2 separate regions of the Mus musculus genome follow, and region 1 is linked to region 2. Evidence: chromatin contacts called from public promoter capture Hi-C data. All regions are on one chromosome and are shown on one strand. Each heading gives the region's core, a stretch centred on a gene start, on an enhancer-like site or on the middle of the called end of the contact. The rest is flanking DNA. Distances are from core to core; before and after follow the strand shown. Region 1 holds the start of Serpinc1 (serine (or cysteine) peptidase inhibitor, clade C (antithrombin), member 1). Region 2 overlaps Rabgap1l (RAB GTPase activating protein 1-like).

The links. Promoter capture Hi-C pulls out the DNA fragments that hold promoters and counts their contacts.
Region 1: a promoter capture Hi-C map of liver shows a contact between it and region 2, with 2.1 times the contacts expected there. The contact joins the promoter of Serpinc1 here to the enhancer-like site in region 2. A contact is called at or near these places in 10 of 39 promoter capture datasets (the 3T3-L1 cell line, the C10 cell line, cranial neural crest and 6 more) and 2 of 9 other capture datasets (adipose tissue and liver).

What each region holds. Positions count from the first base shown.
Region 1 is chr1:160,974,459-160,980,424 of GRCm38.p6, reverse strand. Serpinc1 (serine (or cysteine) peptidase inhibitor, clade C (antithrombin), member 1) reads right to left here and starts at 1,842. Exons shown (of 8, transcript NM_080844.5): 1 at 1,710-1,842. Rc3h1 (RING CCCH (C3H) domains 1) reads right to left here. Exons shown (of 20, transcript NM_001024952.2): 20 at 5,449-5,966. LOC115487665 (a small nucleolar RNA gene) reads left to right here; the gene lies at 1-22.
Region 2 is chr1:160,764,841-160,770,062 of GRCm38.p6, reverse strand. The region is part of intron 1 of Rabgap1l (RAB GTPase activating protein 1-like); the gene reads left to right. Among named protein-coding and RNA genes, the nearest start is that of Gm37083, 24 kb to the left of the region's middle. Within about 2 kb of position 3,457, at least 7 of the 459 cell types and tissues checked have an H3K27ac peak or open chromatin away from gene starts, as enhancers often do. A contact at or near this core is called in liver, where this site is marked.

The DNA of each region.
Region 1 (5,966 bases), core at 593-3,092, 210 kb before region 2:
GTTTCATGCCTAGGGCACATAAATAAATAAATAAATAACAACAAACAAACAAACAAACAAACAAATAAATATTAATCAAGGCTGGGAGGTAGTCAAGAGCAACTTGGGGAAAAAGCTCATTGCATGTACATTAGCTCAGAAGTTGTAGGAGATAAGAGAAAACCACAGAAGAAAAGCAGAGTGCAAAGTCAGGGAGAGTGGCAGAATTCCCAGTGACACGGGGATGACATAGTTTGACCTCGAAGCAGCAGGAAGAAACGTGGCTAAAGCTAGGACGAAGGTGTGTGCTGTGATGACAGCAGCTGAGTTATAGACTACCTCGCCTTTCACACATCTTCCAAGCCTTGCTTTAGAAAACCCTTATAAGTTCATTTAAGGGACAAGGAGGGCATGAGGGTATGGGAATGACTGTATCATGGTAACCATCAGAACTAGTTAAGGAGCTGAAGCCCAGGCCAGAAATGGCTCAGCAGTAGAGATGTCAGCAGGACCACTGACAACTCTTCCAGAGTACCCAGGTTCAATTCCCAGCACCCACATAGCAGCTCCCCTCTCTAACTTCACTTCCAGAAGAGATGGTGCTTTTTCCTAGCATCACTGGGTACTGCATGCATGTGCTTCAGACATGACATGTGTATGCAAAAACAAACAAAACCCACAACAACAAAACAAAAACAAAACAACAAAAAACAAAAGCCACCGAGCACCACCGGCACACCTTTAATCCCAACACTTGGGAGGCAGAGGCAGGTGGATTTCTGAGTTTGAGGCCAGCCTGGTCTACAGAGTGAGTTCCTGGACAGCCAGGGCTACACAGAGAAACCCTGTCTCAAAACAAAAACAAAAACAAACAAAAAAGCCTAATACAGATTAAAGTATAATACCCCAAACTACAAGAGGCCCTTCTGCCATGGGGAAACAGGCATGCCATGCTTTGAGTCTAGGTGTACCCTAACTATCCAGGGAGTAAAAGGTTTAGTTTAGACATATGACACAGAGACAAAGAGGTACAAGAGAGCACCTTTAGGTCCTAACTGGGCTTGGGAGGTTAGGAGTATGTATGACAGACTAAAATCACTATAGGTTTTCCTTTCAACTATTCCCAAGGGCTTTGATGCCATGAAAAGGATGTCCAAACAGATCTACTGTTTGGTCAAGGGGACTAAGGAGTTCTGTCATCTGTCTTCAAGTCACCACACAGAACCAGCCTATTGCCCAACTCCTCTCCTACTTCAACCACTGGGCTGGTTCAGGCCCTAATTTCGTGTAAGCCGATTGCAATTGGGAACCTAGCCTCACTTTAAACAGATTCAGCATGCCAATGTCCAGCTTCACATCTGTATTGGTATTGGTATTTAACTGAGAAGTATAAAGCTGCTCAGCAGCTAGGTCCATTTTTCTTGCAGGGAATCCAGGATTGATTCCCAGCACCTACATGGTGGGCTACAACCATGCGGAACTCCAGTTCCAGGGGATTCAATACTGACTTCTACAGACACCAGGCACACATATGGTGCACATACATACAATAAATCTTCAAATAGAAAAAAAAAAAAAACAAGACCCAAAACAAACAACAACCTAAACTCCTTCAGGCCTCATTGAGACTCATTCGTTTTGTAGCTGCTCACGCTGCACAGGAACCCTGACTTCCATTTAAGGCACCTGCTTCTTCCGATGTGAACCCAGCTAAGAATCACCCTACTCACCTCTCCCCTTAAAGTCTTCAGGTAGATATGTCTTCTGATTATGTCTTATATCTCACCACTTCACTAAAATGTCTCAGATACAAATCAGATCTATTTCTAAAATTACCTATTATGGCGAGTCTTACGCAAGTGTGCTCTTTGGCCACACTGAACACGAGTATCATCTGTGATCATGTGCCTCCAAGCCCCACCCCAGACCCGCTGAAACAGACTGCACCTTACCAAGGGCCCCAGTGAACACCATGCACATGGGAGAGGCATGCATAATTTTTTCAATAATTGTGAATAAAGAGGCACAAATCTAGATTTTGTATTTCCTTGCATACTACCTTCTGCTTATATTTTCTTTACCATCAGGACAAGGCCATTTTATTTTTAGTTTTGAGACAGGTCTCATGTAACTCAGGGCCTTGAACTTGCCAGTGTAGCTCAAGCTGGCTGGCCTTGAACTTGATCTAACCTGGAACTAGAGAGTAGTGCCACCACACTTTGGCATGGTCTACAGCCCTTGCCATCTGATCCTACCTCCTCTTTTATCCTTGGATTCAAGGGAAGCTGGGTGGGGGCTGGTAGCATGGCCTGTTCCTGGAGCTTTGGTGGGGTAGTAAAAGCTACAAGCAACACCTCTTCAGCTGCCTGTCTATAGTAGTTGTAATGAAGATCCCCATTTCAACTCAGTCCCTTCCCTCAGAATTCATATACCCTATCTTCCCTTACTAGGACAGCTTAGGACTCTCTAACATCCTAGTCCCCTCTCCATACTTCAACTCGCTCATGTCTTACCTTCACTGTGGTTTCCTTGGGAGATCTTCACCAGCCAAACAAAGTTAAATACACACACACACACACACACACACACACACACACAGAGTTTTCTTTGGGGATGGTGCTAGAGATCAAACTTAGGGCCTTGTACAATGAAGTTGTCTTGTCCAGTCTCACAGCTTCTTGTTCTGAAGATGACAATTCGTTGATAATTAATGTTGTCATCATCTTATTGAGTCAAAGGCTCACTATGCACCCCTGACTAGCCTGGCACTGAACTCTTCACATCAGGCTGGCCTTGAGACTTGCCTGCCACTGTCTCCTAACCTCTGGGAATGAAGCTGTACTACCATAGCCATCAAGATTAAGGTATCTAAAAAGCCTGTGCAAAGTTCCACAATTAGAGCTCATTGATGGCAGAAAGTACTTTTGTCTTCTATTTTGTTAAGCATATGGACGTTTAGTAGTTGATAAATTCACTTTTTGTTTTGGGATATGGTGCAGCCCAGCCTGGCCTGGAATTTACTATGTAATATAAGTGGCTTCCAACTCTTGTTCACCAGGGTACTTCATTTATGGGCCGCCACCATCTCCTGCCTGACTACTTTTTTGGAGTGTGGGCGTGTATGTAGGTGAGACAGGACTGTCCTGAAACTTGCTATGTAGATCAGCCTTGACCTTGAGCTCAGAGGTCCATCTGCCTCTGCCGCTAAGAACTGGGATTAAGGTAGGACATCATGCCTAACCACTTTCTTCCCAATGTTTTATTTTTTGATTTACTTACATACTGACCAGTTTTCCCTTCCTCCCACCCAGTCACCCCACCCCACTTCTCTTCAGAAAAGGGGAGGCCTCCCACGGATATCAACCAGCTTTGGCAGATCATGTTGCTGTAAAACTAGGTGCATCTTCTATTGAGGCAGCTCAGTAAGGGGAAAAAAAAAGAGTCCCAAAGGTAGGCTGCAAGAGTCAGAGACAGCTGCTGCTCCTGCTGTTAGGAGTCCCACATGAAAAAGCAAGCTACACAACTGTTACAGATGTGGAGAGAGTCAGTTCCTTGCATGCCTCGTGGTTCAGTCTCTGTGAGGCCCTCTGAGCTTAGGTTAATAGATTCTATCAGATTTCTGTGCTGTCCTTGACCCCTCTGGCTCCTACAACTTTTCCTCCCACTCTTCCATCTATCCTTTCTTAAGGTTAGGTGCTCAAACAAAAAAAAAAAAAAAAAAAAAAAAAAAAGGAGGTAGGTATTTTTTCTCTTAATAGCCAAACAGGTTGGAAAGCATGATTTTTTTTGTTTGTTTGTTTTGTTTTGTTTTGTTTTCCGAGACAGGGTTTCTCTGTGAAGCCCTGGCAGTCCTGGCACTCACTTTGTAGACCAGGCTGGCCTCGAACTCAGAAATCCACCTGCCTCTGCCTCCCGAGTGCTGGGTTTAAAGGTGTTCGCCACCACGACTGGCTGGAAAGCATGATTTAACTAGCTGATCATTTCAGATTCGCTGATCACTGGGACAAAACATTGATGCACATATAACACATTCACTTTAGTCTGAGCATGTCAGCCTAACAGGTCAGATAGTTCCTGCTTATATCCTAAGCAGGACAAGCTTAGGTTAAGTGGCAGACAGGCTTGGTTTTGGAATTTCCTTTTTAGATGTCATCATTTTTCAAGGATGGCTACAAGCACTTAACTATCTAATACCTTCTGAGCTCCCTTACCATGGCTCCTTCTGTTGTGGCCAGTCATGGTACCAGTGGTCCCCGTATTTAGTAATTGGTAATGTTATAACCCTTTTCTGGAAATCCCTATCAATTTTCATTGGAAAGTATTTTAGAATAAATTCCAACTATGATTAATATATCTATCTCTTAAAAATATGGGGCTGGAAAGATGGCTCAGCAGTTAAGAGCTTATGCTGTTCTTCCAGAGGATCCTGGTTCTAGCCCTAGTTACTGTCTGTAACTCTAACTTCAGGAAACCTAATGTCTTTTTTTTTTTTTTTTTTGGCCTCTACAGGCACAGCATGTATATAGGATACAGACCTATATATATGAACTGTGAATTGAACATCCCCTCCGTCTTACCATTTAATATTCAACATGTAGTCAAACAATCTTTTTTTTTTTTTCTTGGTTTTTCGAGACAGGGTTTCTCTGTGTAGCCCTTGCTGTCCTGGAACTCACTCTGTAGTCCAGGCTGGCCTCGAACTCAGAAATCCGCCAGCCTGTGCCTCCCAAGTGCTGGGATTAAAGATGTGCGCCACCACTGCCTGGCCCCAAACATTCTTAATTACATAAAAGTATGTTACTGTTACAACATGCTACATTTGAGTTTACTTCATGTCTTGTAATGTGTAATAACTCACCTCCCCCTTTAAGACCTTAAGTGTGTCTATGTACCTGAGGACAGAAAGCAGTGGTTGGATCCGTGGATTTAGAGTTACAGGTAGTCCTGAGCTGCCTGATGGGAGTGCTAGGAACTAAACTCTGGGCCCCTGCAAAAGAAAACAACACTTTCAACTACTCAGCCATCACCTCCCTTCATGTTAACTAGAGCATGGTCTATAAGAGATAATATAAAGTTACTTTAGATTATATTTAATGACTTTATATTATATTTAAAAGACTTCAGAATAATTGGGAGCCAGTTGGTAAATAAAAAGACAAGTATTCTGTTTGAGGAAGGAAGATCATTTTGCTTGGGCAGAAAGATGCTCTTGGCTTGATAAGACGTCATAAAATAATGTTACAGCTCACTGACTATGGGTCTCGCAGCCTCTGAACCAGGCCTGCCTCTCAATTGCAGCATACTCAAGTCTACAGCAATTCTGGGTAGAGAAAACTGACGCCCAGTGTGCTTACTTGCATAAATTAGCTTTTAAAAGTTTTTTGTTTTTTGTTTTTTTTTTTTTATCAACAATCCCAAGACGAGAACGAGGTGGCAGACTCATTGACAAGAAAAAGACTACACACTGTTCCTCCTCATTAATTTATCATTTAATATAAATGCTGACAGAAAGCAGATAAAGACCTTTAGACACTTTCATATATTTACAATCCAAAAGGTGAACCACCTCCTTCTATTGTTAAAATGAATCCTTTTATCTGCAACTTACAAGAGCCTTAAACCCTAATTAGGAGCAACAAGAGGCTGAGTCAGTTTCCAAGGTAATAAAGGAAATAGCATTTTAACAAAATGTGCCATCTTTAATATAAACAACATGCACACAAAGAATACAAAATTAAGAGAGAAGGCCTTAATCTTCTCAAGAATATGCAACACATGGTCCATGTACTCGTTCAGATCCAGAGGTCGGCAGCCCTAAACACACTCCTAGTTCTTTTTTCCCCACCTCATTTGTTTTGAAAGCTGTTTAAAAACGGAAATATTAAACAGATTAAAGAAAGGGAATGTTCCATTTCAAGCAAGGTTCTTTTTTTTCCTATACAAAAACAACTTTCAGAAGATAATGCCTCTAAATGCAAATCTCACTG
Region 2 (5,222 bases), core at 2,208-4,707:
TAAGTATTGTATATTTCGATTTATTTTTGTGGTGTCAGTGATCAAACCCAGGGTCTCACACATGCTGGACAAGCACTCTACTACTAAGCTATATTACCAACCTTTCCACATTCTGTTCTTAAACAGTGAGCCGCCACTCAGAACTTGGAGGCAGAGGCAGGCAGATTACTGTGAATTCAAGGCCAGGTAGAGACATACAGTGAGACCTGGTCTCAAACCAACCAACCAACCAACCAACCAACCAACCAACCAACCAACCAACCAACCCAGCCCTCACTCAAGAAAATGGGGACATTGTATTTCATTTTTGAAGGGAAGTATATCAAAGTGTTTGCTGACAACTTTTAAAAGCTACCCTCTAGTGTACTTAGTAGATACCGGTCAAGTTTCTGGAGAGACCAGAAGAATAGGCTGAATTGTTTATGTTTAAAATAGCAGTGTCTTAAAAACTGTTCTTGCATAGTCTCTGTTGCTAGAGAAACATCATAGAACTGCAGTACTGCATGTTCCACAGGATTTAGCAGGTCAAATAGCCGGACTAACACCGTGTTAGTTATTTTCCTCATTGCTGTGACAAAATGCCTGACCAGAGCACCTTAAAGAAGGCAGGGTCTATTTTGGCTGCCAGTTCCATGACATCAAGGCATGGTGGCAGAATTCAGAGGCAGATCGGTCACATTGTGCTTATAGTTAGGAAGCAGAGTGTCCATTTTCTTTCTCCCTTTCTATTCACTCTGGTGTTCCAACCTGTGGACTAGTACTCCTTGTGTTTAGGGTATGTCTTCCCACCTCAGTGAACCTAAAATTTGGGCAATCCCTCACAGATAGACCTGAGGTTTGTTTTCATAATCCTCTAAATCTCATCAAGTTGATGGTTAATATTAACCATCACACTCACTTTATTCCTTCAGTTTTTGGTAACCAAAGATAATTGTCTTTTAATTTTGGCATTCAAATAGCCACATTTGAAGATTGGGGGCCAGGAATTCAGATAAGAGATGACATGAAAAGCTTGTCTTCCTTGGTCTGAGTTACTTCATTCAACATGGTCATTTCTAATTCTATTCATTTTTCTGCAAATTACACGACTTCACTTTTTGTTATAGCAGAATAGTATTCCATGGTTTATATGTATCACATTTTCATTATCCATTGCTAATTGAAGGACTTTTAGGTTGCTATTTTGAATAGAGTAGTAATGAACATTGCTGAGCAAGTATCCGGAGTAGGATGTTGAGTCCTTTGGGCATATGTTGAGGAGTAGTATAGATGAGTCATATGGTAGATTTATTTTAAGCTTTTTGAGGATTCATTATATTTATTTCCAGAGTGGCTGGACTAATTTACTGTCCCATGACAGTCTGATCCCATGTTCTGGCCTCCATGGGCACCCAACACACTTGCACACACTAATACACACATACAAATAACCTTAATGAAAAGTACATTTATTAATGCATTAATTACCTACAATGTATTAAACATTTGGGGTATTAAAGCTCAAGTAAAATTAGTCATTTTATTGGCAGCCTATGAAATATTTTAAAATAGAAATGTGTACTTTCAACTATTGTTTTCATAATCCTCTAAATCTCATCAAGTTGATGGTTAATATTAACCATCACACTCACTCACTTTATTCCTTCAGTTTTTGGTAACCAAAGATAATTGTCTTTTAATTTTGGCATTCAAATAGCCACATTTGAAGATTGGTACCCACACTTGTTTGGGAGGAGATCATGTAGTAGCTGCTCATTAAATGTTGATTATCCACGTTTACCATTCTCTCCCATGTTCCTTTTGCTTCTTTTGTCCTTGGTGCTAGCCCTGTTCCTGATCTTACTATTTGGTACATCATGGCCAGCTTGCTTTCTGCTCTCCTGGCTTTTATTAGTATTGAACAGAATAATATTAGATGTCTAGAGCATAACTATAGAAGTTTGTGGAAAAACAGACAAGTCTGGAGTGGTCACTGCCCAGGCATAGTCAGATTTAGCTCACCAGAATAAACAGAAGTCTAGTAAGGTTCCTTCATGAGTAAAGGGAAAGAGTTGAGTATGGCGACTAACATCTCTGATGGAATTCTGGAGGTTGAGGCCAGAGAATAGTGAGTTTGAGGCAAGCCTGGAAAACAGATAACAAAGGAAAGATGGGCCAGTCTTACGCGCGTTCGCGACCGGCCAGGAAAGACGCAACAAGCCAGAATCTTCTGCAGCAAAGCTTTATTGCTTACTCAGGAGCAAGAGAGGAAGAGCGCGGAAGAGCGCGGCAGAGAGAGGCAGAGAGGAAGAGAGAGAGACGCAGAGAGACGCAGAGAGCAGAGAGAGAGAGAGGCAGAGAGCAGAGGAAAAGACGAAGAGAAAGAGACGAAGAAAGAAGAGACGAAGAGGGGGAGTGCCAGAACCCCGTCCCTTTTAAGGAGAATTATCCTCCGCCTAGGACATGTCACTCCCTGATTGGCTGCAGCCCATCGGCCCAGTTGTCATCACGAGAAAGGCAGAGCACATGGCGGGAAAACTGCCCCTGCACATGTGCAGATTATTTACTACTTAGAACACAGCTGTCAGCGCCATCTTGTAATGGCAAATGTGAATGCGGCTCCCCACAGGCCAGATTGTAAACATTAGGTTGTAGCACTGGTAGACATTCTAGTTTTTGAGAGTAACGAAACCAGATGACATTGATTTAATCTTTTTCATAGTATTCAGAATATTAAAGCAAGTAGTTTGATGATTTCATAGTCATGTGCTCAAGAATAGATTTATGAGGTTGGAGTGGTGACTCTTCCAGGGACTCATGTTTGATTTCTAGTACCCACAAAGTGGCTTACAACCATTGTTAATTCGAGTTCTTGGGAATCTGACATCCACTGTCTTCTAGCCTCCAAGAATATTGTATGCACGTGGTGCACACACATACATGTAGGTAAAATATCCATATTTGCAAAAAATAATAAAATAAAACATTGAAAAATAATATATTTATAATGAAATTTTGCAAATAAAGATTAAAATTATGTTACTGGCTTTATTTTAAAATGGCAATATTTATTCTTGGTTCTATTGATGTTGACGCAGTGTGAAATGGTAATTTCTGGGTTCTTTTAACAACTCAGTTATGCCATGTGATGTTTTTCTGGAAGCTGCTTTGTGAGAAGGTGTGACATGATGTTTAGAAAGAATATAATTGAAACTCCACAAACAATGAGAGGACTCTCTTGCATTGTTACACTGTGCAATGCTTCGTTGGTCTTCACTTCAGAGAAATATGCCAAAGAACTTCTTGTGGTATTCCTGTTGATTCTGACCACTTATACTGACTTTACCAGTTTCTGCTGGATTACCAGTTTCTGCTGGATCGTGTTACTACTGATTTGTGTTTGCTGTTTGCTACTGAGCTGGACTGCTGGGATCCTGACAACAAAGAGTGGAATTGCCCCAAGGAAGTACTTCTAAACAGGCCCAAAACACCTTTAACCTTTACCCCCATAACTTCAGTTGGTAGGTTAGAAGGGAGGTTGAAGTTCAGTTTAAGAACCCTAAATAGATTTTGAAAAAAATCTAACCTTACAAGTGTGTGTCATTAGGGATAGCCACTTGATTTTACACCATATCTCTGTAACCATACTGTCAGTTTGAGGTCGGAAAGACAAAGTAAGTCATTTTTTTTTCACTCCTTAAAGCTCTTAACTATGAACAGAAATAGGAAACTGCTATAATGTATCAGACACTGATTCATTAATAAAAGATTTCTCTATTAGCTTTGATTCAGTTTAGTATCTAGAATGTTCAGGATGGAGTGATCTTATCTGGTGAGGTTGGTCGTTCTCTGTCATAATATGGCAGAAGGTATCAGAGTAAGCACAGGAGTATGAGGGGGAAAGAGAACTCCAGTATCTCCCCCTTTCTTACTCACCCTCTCATAAGGCAGCTAGCCTGCTCCTAAGATGTAACTTATTTGAGAAGGCTGAATCCTCATGACCCAACTAAGGCCTCACCCCTTACTATCATTAAAATAGCAATTAAAATTTAGGGTAAGTTTTGGAGGGGGCAGTCAAGTCACAAAAGAAGCCAAATGTGGGGTAAAGGCGAATAGGAAAATGTGATGAGGATGCCAGAACTGTTTCTCTAGACAAGTGAGAATCCCCACACAGAACAGGAAACAGAGGACAGAGGTGTTCATTGCAAGGAGTCATGACATCCTTATTGTTGCAGTCATTTCAGCTGAAAATCTTGGACAGGGAACTGGGCAGACGTGTTAAAACCACTTATGCACATCTCTCCCAACCAACAGTTAGACTTGAGATAGACACTTGTCCAGTGGGCAGTCATTTCAGGAGGCGGATGACTGCAAGTGAAAGTGATTTGTTTGCTTCAAATCTGGATTCCATAGTTACTTAGGTATGTTAACCTAGAACAAAGTATTCTTTAGAATAGCTTCTTCCATTTGTACAATCATAATAAAACTGGTTAAGTGACTGCTGTAAATGTAAACTGAAACGTAACTAAAATTACCAGTATTATAGATTAGTAGAAATAATTTAGTAAATAGTAATAAAATAGTAATTAGTAAATATGAGTTTGGGGGACCTACTTTTAATAGTTGCACTGAAAGTTTAAATCTTTAAAAGTTAGAGGTGCTACATATCAGCACATAGTTGTGACACTTATTGTAATTCTAAATTATGCCATTAAAATGGGAAACATTTATTTTCTCAAAATAGATATTGTTTCTTTGAACTACTCATTTAACGAAATCAAAAAGCTATAATTGTCTTTATGGCATGCCATTATGCCCTTATATTACAGATTTGGAAAGCAAAAGAACATTACATGGAGTGCTAACAGTAGGGTTTGATTTTCTTGTGAGAATTCCTTGTTTTTAGAGAAAGGAGGTATGTACCACAACCGTGAATTAATCTAGATGTTCTGTTTCTTTTGACATTTGAAATGCAAGTTTTAAAATTGTACATATTTAAGGTAAAGAACACTCTGTTTTGATATATGCAGTGCAGTAAATAATATGGTATAAGTTGAGCTTGTGGATATTGTGAAAAAGGGTTATTAATAACAGGATATAGAAAAATTATAAACATTGATCTAAGTATCTTGTAGATTCTTACTGTGTAGTAAATATTTGTTCCTTAGCTGCTTCTTTTTTTAAAATTAATCATTCCATTTGTTTACATCTCAGATGAACCCCATTTCCCGATTACCCCTCTA